Regions from separate parts of the Mus musculus genome. Here region 2 is linked to region 1. Evidence: chromatin contacts called from public Hi-C data. All regions are on one chromosome and are shown on one strand. Each heading gives the region's core, a stretch centred on a gene start, on an enhancer-like site or on the middle of the called end of the contact. The rest is flanking DNA. Distances are from core to core; before and after follow the strand shown. Region 1 overlaps Mvb12b (multivesicular body subunit 12B). Region 2 overlaps Pbx3 (pre B cell leukemia homeobox 3).

Region 1 (4,144 bases), core at 840-3,339:
TAATGGCTGGAGAATGCCCCCCTTGCTTTTATGACACTTGTGATGTCCTAGCCGTCTTACATTCCCACCCCCTCCCACAGGGCTGCTATTGTGATGTTCAGTTATTATGGGTCCAAGGAGGAACCACAAAGACCATGGTAGGATAAATCTTTGTATGCTAAGACTGCTTTGCCACATATCCACAGCATTGAGGGGCCAGCCTGGGGTGGGGAGGGGGTCATGGCCTCCTGGAAGGTGTGCCTGTGGCCAATTACTTCATCCTTTCTTCTGCTACAAAAGGAGAAAGTGAGTGAGATTTCTGCTTTTGTGATGGAGTATGGGGCTGGAAGTGCCTAAATCAGCAGCCACCTTGACTGCTGTCTCTATAGAACAGTGTCAGGTCTAAGGAGTTCCCGGGGTCTGCAGTATACAGGGAAGCGTCAGGTGGACTTCAGATCTTTGGCAGTGATGGAGAAGGGGATCCCTGTCCATCAGGTCAAAGGGGCGAATGGGGCAGTTTTGCATATTAATGGGGCTCTGAATCCGATGGACAGTGGGACATTTCTTGGCGAATATACAGGCCAAGAAGGTCAGTTGGAGGTCCGGAGAAGCCTGTGAGACACACGAGCCTCCCTGTCGGTGAAGCTGCAGGCTCCTTCCGAGTACACCAGCTCTGTATTTCCTAGGAGTAGCAAAAGCCAGGCTTTCTGCAGCCTCGCCAGCAGGGAAAGCCTGAGAGCCCCACAGAACCCAGGAGCTGTGGTCAAAGTGCTGTGGTGGGGATAGGGCTGGTGTCTGCACAGGGCCAGGGGGTCCTGGGGGGGGGGGCGCGGGGGAGGCTGGAGGGTGGCTCTGGAGTCCAAACTGGCTGCCTCATGGTACGGGATGGGTCAATCTTGTCTGTCTGTCAGCCTGCCTGTCTGCTTGCCTGCCTGCTTGCCTACCTACCTATTCAGTTAGATATCTATAGAGAGTATGTGAGTGTGAGGGCGGCTTTCAGGAGCTGGGTCTCTTTCCACCTTGTTGAGGCAGGTTTCTCTCATTTCTGCTATGCTTTGCACTCCAGGCCGACAGGCTATGGCTCCCATCTCTTAGGGGTGCTAGGGTTACACACGAATGCCACTGTATCCGGTCTTTTTCTGTGAATCCCTGGGACCGAATTCCAGTGATTGGACTTGTGCCACAGGCCTTTTACGTGCTGAGGCATCTGGACACCCCGTCACCTTTACTTTAAAAGCCTGTTAAAGTGGCCTGGGCAGGCCCTTCTGGCCTGGCTGCAGGGGGATTAAGCAGAGAAGTGCTTGGAAGAGCTTAACGCTGAGCTTGGCCTGCATCCGGGGCCTTGAGTGCTCCGCTGAATTGGCAGCAACATATTTGTGAGGGCGAACTTGGGACAGGGCCACCAAATTAGACCCTGAGCTCCTGGGGCTGTGCTACCAGTAGCCACAAAACAGTTTGGCTGTGCTGGAGACGCCAGCCTGCGTGGTGTGAGGACGGGGCTGCCTGCCCGCCTGGCCCAGGAGCCAGCAGAGGTCCAGCTGTTGCATCATTAGGCTCTAACTATTCCACTAAACTTTCTCAACTGGAGCTGGTGAGCAGGGCAGAGCAGCCTCTCCCAGGGAGCATGGGGGAGAGTGCCAGCGTCTCCATGGCAACACAGCCAAGTGGCTCCGCTGAAGTTCCTCAGGCTTCCTGTGTCACGTCAGGAGCATTTTTCAAGATTAAGCGCTTACCAGAAGGGTTCAGAGGAGGCCTATTATATTTCATAAAAATGGAAACAACAGAGCAGGTTGGATCGCCAGCCGGGTGGTTTTAAACTGGGTCCAAGAAAAACACTGAAGGGGTCTTTAGCTGGGCCAAACTAGGGCCGTGGTGTTTAGTGATGCCTCAAAGCAATCTTCTGCAGGAAGGATAAAAGCCAGAAACAAGTTTAGTGACCCAGCACACCTCAGGCTTGCATAGCTGAGAGAGGGGTGAAGGGTGTCCTGAGGACCAGGCACTATCGGAGGTGTGACTCCAGGAGGGGATGTTGCTCAGGACAGGGCCCTGGCTGTGGCTGGCACTGCTCATGGTCTGGCTACTGGCCTCTGCTCTTGGCTGGCTTACCCAACCCTCTACCATTCAGGAGGGCTTAGGGCTCAATGTGGGCAAAGTATAGGCAGAGGCATTGGCCCTCCGTGCCATAGTGGAGCATGCAGTGTGCACACAGAATACAGCAATGACAGTGGGAACTACGGCCAACTCCATCACCATGAAGAAAAATCAAGGCCACATGTGGTGGCACAGCACTAGGGAGGAGATCTCTGAGTCCAGTGACAGCCTGATCTGTATAGTGAGTGCCAGACCAGCCAGAGCTCTATGTCTCAAGAAAACCCATTAAGCCTGGGCAGTGCATGTTTTAATCTTAGCTCTCAGGAGGCAGAGGCAGATGCATCTCTGCAAGGACAAGGCTGGCTTGGTGCACAAAGCTAGGCCAGCAGGGCTGCATTGTGAGACCCAGTCTCAGCCAGCCGGCGGGCCAGCTAGACATAGCTAAGCGTAGCTCATGTACACGGAAGCTACAGGATTTCAGGTTGGGGTGGGAGAGGAGGAGGGGGTCATACATAAAACTTACACTTTCTGGAATGCAGGAAAACTTCTCTGAAATCATAAAAGGCACACCATCCATTGCTGCAAGAGAAGAGAGGAGAGGAAGGCACTCAAGACATGGTTGCTGTCCAAGACTCTTAGATGCAAGTACAGAGGACCAGTGAGCATCTGGCTGGAGGCAGCTGCTACCCAGGGCACGTGGCTGGGAGCTAGAGTGGGACAGGACAGGGTGTCCCCTGTTCTCAGTGACTACATCCGACCCAGAGATGCAGATGTCTGCACGACTCCTCTGAGTATAGGCAGTCAGTCAGGGTATGCCCAGGGCTGGTGTGGAAGCCCTTTCCTACCCTGGGCCGGGAGTCTGACCTATATCATAAATGATGACAGCAGGAAGAAGTGGTGCGTGAGTGGGAGGAAGCTGGCAGAGGCATGTTTTTGTTCATTTTCTTGGCCAAGCCACAGATCCCCTGGGTGGTGTTGGGTGCTCATTGGCCTCCATGGAAAGACAAGTAGTTCGGTGGTCAGATGGCTAGGCCTGAGTCCTGGCCTGGACTTGCAGTGAGCATCTGAAGTCATGTATAAAAGACGTTTGGCTAATGGCAGGGAGGTGTGTGCTCTGAGTCTGCAGGGAATGTGCCCAGGCCTGGAAGAGTGAGCTCAGTGTGTATGTGGGAGGGGCGGGGGGGGGGGGACTACAACACGTGCTCACAGTCACTGATTCTTTGTCATGGCTTCAGGGCTGAATTAAGACTTGCCCCTGTGCTTAGTTTCCATAGGACATGAGGAAGGATGTGGACCAAGCAGCCTGTGTGAGAGAAGTGCGGGGCCTGGGAAGCCACTTCCTTCCTGTATGTACCATGTGCCTTGCAATCCATCTGTGTCTAGATCTCCACCGCCAAACTGGTGGCAGTATTGCCACAGAGGAGGAACATGTGGTGCAGGCCCTCACAGTGTCACCCGTGAACAGAGAACCCGGCTGCTGACTGAGCTGAGGCAAAACTCAGTGTCCAGATCTGGCCCTTAGTGCAGGGACCTGCAGCCTGCAGTAAGAGGGTGGTTTGTTGTAGACTGTGATTTTGGAGTGGACATTGTGCACCCCACCCCCAAATGTTTCCTAAAATGAAGGCTTCCCTGGTATTCAAACACTGGGGCCAGCTTTCAGGGCTGGGGAAGAGGAAAAGTAGAAGTAGAAAAAAGAACGCGGGAGGAAGGGATGAAACCCGGTCCAGTGTCTGCTGTGATGGGCTATACATGTATGTTAGGCTGTGTCCATAATGACCACAGGGAAGAGGGCCGGCCTGCACTCTGGGCCCTCTCTCTATGGGCTACTTCCTGTGTGAGCTTTCCATGCTCAACAAACACCTGTGGCAGGGGCCATCTCCCACTGCAGCTGGGCCCTAGAACCCAGAAGAGAAGGCTAATGTCACAGGTTTGTGATATTAACACAGGAAGGAGGGCCCACGTTGTGACATCCTAGCACCACCTGAGAATCTGCCACAACACACATAGTCCCACCAATGAAGAATCCTTGGAAAGCCACAAGCTTGTCAGAGAGGGAGGCAGGCAAGTCCCATCA
Region 2 (4,061 bases), core at 920-3,419, 420 kb after region 1:
ATTAAAGGAGCTCTGGAAGGTCCTGCTACTTACACTACACACAGGAAGAACATTATAGAGGGCGAACCCAAATGAAAAACCAGAGACAAATCAAAATAGACTGAAAGCACGCAGGAGCTGGCCCTAGCCTTGTTTCCATTTCTCTCCAGACTTAGTCAAAGGAGCTCGTCAATGCTGCTGTTTTGGTGGAGAATTACCTGGAGAAGACACAGTTTTCTGACACTCTCTCCTAGCTATAACACTTCCTTTCCCATTAGAAATGATGGGGTATAATAAAACAGACAGCCTTCCCTGGACTTTTAAATATATATATATTTAAATCTCCCTAGAAAGCCTCCAAGACCCTTCAACTCTTCTACTGGGCTAGCTGCACTTTTCGCTGCCAGCCAAGTTCCCCATAATTTAAAGACATTTCTTCAATCTCTGTCATAAATGCCACAGAAAACTTAAATAGAATGTTCTGTGTAAGGAGTCAAAAGTAGTGCATTTATAGCCAGCTGTGGCGGCACACACATGCAATCCCACCTATGCAGCTGAGGCAGAGGAATCACAAGTCTGAGGCCAGACAGAGCTATAAAGTGAGTTCAAGGCTTTCTTGGACAATTTAATAAGACTATCTTAAAAGGGGGGGTGGTAATTATGTAGATCAATGGCAAAGGACTAAGCTTTGCTTATGCAAAACCCTGGGTTCAATCCTTACTACCACAAAAAGCAAAACCAAAAAACCCATCTCCTTATATATAAGCCCAGCAAGCCACATGGCACAGATACAGGTTGCACCTCGAGCCTGAAGTCAAGAACACAGGAAGCACAGCAACATCTCAGCCCAACGTTCAGCTGCCCAGCAACCAGCACATCCTGCTGCTTCACTCTGACAGATCACCAATAACCCTAACGGGATGGGCAGCACAGTATATGATGGACCTTTGTCTAACTGCTGAATTAAAGGCCATGACTGGTATAATGGTTCTAGAATCTACAGGAGCAAGTGGCACTGACTGTGAACAGTGGGTTTACCAGCACAGGCTGTGGCCTTATTTATCCATCTCCAGAACAAGCCTGCAAGCAAATGCAAATCTCCCGAGAGCCCCACTGTGCACCCAGTAAGGCTGAAGCTTCAGAGTCTGTGGGCTGGGAGGCTGTGGCAGATGCCTGTCTGGCTGAGTAGGGAGTGAGCAAGCCGTACTCACCAGAGTTTGGCGTGGTGGGTGAGTTGGTCTGGTTGTTCTGCACGGCTGCAGCCACTGCATGTGCGGCTGTCACGGCTGTTTTTGCAGCATAGAGATTGGCCTCCTCTTGAAATTTGCCGATGTTCTTCTTGTACCTGATTCGTTTGTTGCCAAACCAGTTGGATACCTATCAAGTACAGGAACATGAAATAGGGAGGGTAGAGAAGTCACGAAGAAAAAGCCAAACTTCAGGTGCTTACTCTGGGATAATAAGAAGCCTCTAGTTGACACAGTGCCCTGCCTGCCACTTCGTACCACATAGGTAATGTAAAATGGTTTTAGGGGGTTCACTTTCCACTTTGGCATAGTCTTTTGAACGCTAATGGAAGAACATTGTTTCTTGGAATTGGTCATGAGAACACTAAAATGGTTGGGAGTACTGCTCGTAAAAATACCCAATTGTATGTGCATCAAACATAGTAATCAGACTACTAAAAGAAGCTGAAAAGCTACTGGAAACATTTGTTAAATTAGGTACTAAGAAGCACACTTGAAAAGAATGACTTATTGTTCTTTTGTGGACCTGAAACAATTTTGGCAGCTATATAGTAGAATCATGTTTGGTCTGCTGAAGAGGGACATCAATTAATAATGGATGAAAAATCCCTTTGTCTCCTGCCTTGGAAGACACTGCACATCTGCCAAGATGGCTGCTCAGGCTCTGCCAGTGACTGTGTGGGAAGCCTCAACCTGAAAATTCAAGCCATCTCCATAAGACCAAAGGCAAATACAGAGGAATGGCTGATTCCATAAGGCAGAACAGAGGTTTTTTTCTTTTTCTTTTTTCCAAACTGCTTGTGATGTCAGCCAGTACAAATGTGAAAGAGCATGTTGGCAGAAGGCTGATTTCATCACAACTCATAGACAGCAAAAGAAGAGCCCAACACTTAGCACTTGGATTCACACAATGTACCCAGATACCTGTAGTCGAGATATGTAAAGAAGCTAAGTCATATAGCCATATGTAAGAAGGCATGCCCAATGCTGTTGCCTAGGAGTTTGCCTCCTAGGCTACAATTTAAGTAACAATTTAAAAATATTCCCAGGAACTGCCTGTTAAATCTAGCAGAGAAACCATTGGTGTGGTATCAGCCATTGCTCTACCCTAGGTATTATCCAGAAGAGCTCCTCAGGGGCCCTGGGCAGAGAAAAAGGAATGGGATGCAGTTCAGAGCCCTCCAACCCAATTTTCTACAGTGGGCAGCCCTGCTGGCCACTTCTGCCAAGTCTTTAATTGCTTTGGAAATGGTGCTCTCATTCTTCAACTGATGGCACTCACCCTCCTGGAGAAGGCTAGAAAGCTCTGGCAAGGGCTCCCTGAGAGAAAGACAGCACTGGCCTTACTGTTGCCCATATGCTGCCATCAGAGCACTGAATACACACACGTGCACATAAACACACATGAGCACACTTGAGAGGACCCAGGCTGCAGCACAGCCTCCTCAGAAATATAAAAAACCCACCCCAAAACAAGGTGGTTGGCCAGGCCACTCAGTTATCCTCAGGCAAGGCTTAGCCTCTCAGCAATGCCAGCCATCCTTCCCAGAAGTCATTCTTCTCATGGACTCTCCACATTTTATTCCAACACCTGCCTCTTCTCTCTCTCTCTCTCTCTCTCTCTCTCTCTCTCTCTCTCTCTGTGTGTGTCCGTCTGTCCGTCTGTCCTCCAAGGCTCACCTCTTGATCCTTTTCTCTTTCTCCCCATCCACATCCCAAACTTCCAGTGATCCTCTCTATGTGGATGTCTCTGAGGTTTCTCTTTCTATTCCTAACTTTTATAAAGAATGTTAGATCTCAATGTTTAGATTCTCATAAGACCTGCCATAACCTCCAGCACATCTGGTTTAAGTGGAAGGAAAGGTGCTTCTCCTCTTTTCTCTGTGCTCCTACAATCCACATTTCCAGAGCTGTGGTGTCCACAGCAGAGTCCATGGCTCCATCCTTGGATAGCCTTGACTAAACATATACTTTATTCTGGACTAGAAAAACAAAACAAAACAAAACAAAACAAAACAAAAAAAAAAAAAACAATCTGCTCTCCTTCTTATGCACTCTTACAAACTGGCCGTAATTCTGACAACTAGAAATTCAGGAAATGAGGTCCATGTGCTCAGCCCATCGGTCTCAGGCCCTCCTGCCTGCCACCGACTTTCCCATCTCCCACTCTTCCAATGGCAGGCCTGAAGTAGGTGTGCACAGGATGACCTGGCAGGCAGACATTTTGAAGAAGAAATAGGTAGAGTCTGGCCAGATTATCTGGAGCTGGATGAAAGGGTAGAGACGTCAAAATATTGATGTGGGGCTCATGCCTGGAGCAGGGGCAGCCTTCAGAGGGACGAACCTATCAGAGAGCCTTATGATCCCTTCCCAAAACAGAGTTATGACATTCTGAAGATTAATTTATTTTATGTGTATGTATGTACACCTGTATGTATTTATGTGCACCTCAATGAGAAGGTCATAGAGTATCAGATCTCCTGAAATAAGAATTAGAGGTTGTTTCAGGATGTAAGGTCCCTCATGTGCATGCTAGGAACCAAGCCTGGGTTCTCTATAAGGACTCTTAACCACTAAGTCATCTCTCCAGCCCCAAATTATGTCATTCTAAAACCAGAAAGATAGGCCTGGGGTGTAGTGTTGTTTGGTGCTTGCCTGGCAAGCACAGAGCCCTGGGTTTCATCCACAGTACCACTTAAACAGGAGTGGTAGAGCATATACACAATCCCTGCATTCTGGAGGTAGAGACAGGAAGATGGGAAGTTCAAGGCCAGCTTCCAATGCTTAAGATCTAGTCAGAAAGAGAGAGAGAGAGAGAGATTGAGAGGAGGAGAA

Evidence for each region. Hi-C and Micro-C count contacts between places; a contact is called where the count stands out from the background.
Region 2: a contact with region 1 is called in a Hi-C map of cerebellum, with 1.7 times the contacts expected there. The contact joins two enhancer-like sites. A contact is called at or near these places in 2 of 484 Hi-C or Micro-C datasets (cerebellum and palatal mesenchyme).

Annotation. Positions count from the first base shown.
Region 1 is chr2:33,752,397-33,756,540 of GRCm38.p6, forward strand. Mvb12b (multivesicular body subunit 12B) reads right to left here. Exons shown (of 10, transcript NM_175184.4): 8 at 2,594-2,649. The region is part of intron 2 of Gm52507 (a long non-coding RNA gene); the gene reads left to right. Among named protein-coding and RNA genes, the nearest start is that of Gm52507, 21 kb to the left of the region's middle. Within about 2 kb of position 2,090, at least 232 of the 459 cell types and tissues checked have an H3K27ac peak or open chromatin away from gene starts, as enhancers often do. A contact at or near this core is called in cerebellum, where this site is marked.
Region 2 is chr2:34,176,987-34,181,047 of GRCm38.p6, forward strand. Pbx3 (pre B cell leukemia homeobox 3) reads right to left here. Exons shown (of 9, transcript NM_016768.2): 6 at 1,191-1,356. Among named protein-coding and RNA genes, the nearest start is that of C230014O12Rik, 71 kb to the left of the region's middle. Within about 2 kb of position 2,170, at least 14 of the 459 cell types and tissues checked have an H3K27ac peak or open chromatin away from gene starts, as enhancers often do. A contact at or near this core is called in cerebellum, where this site is marked.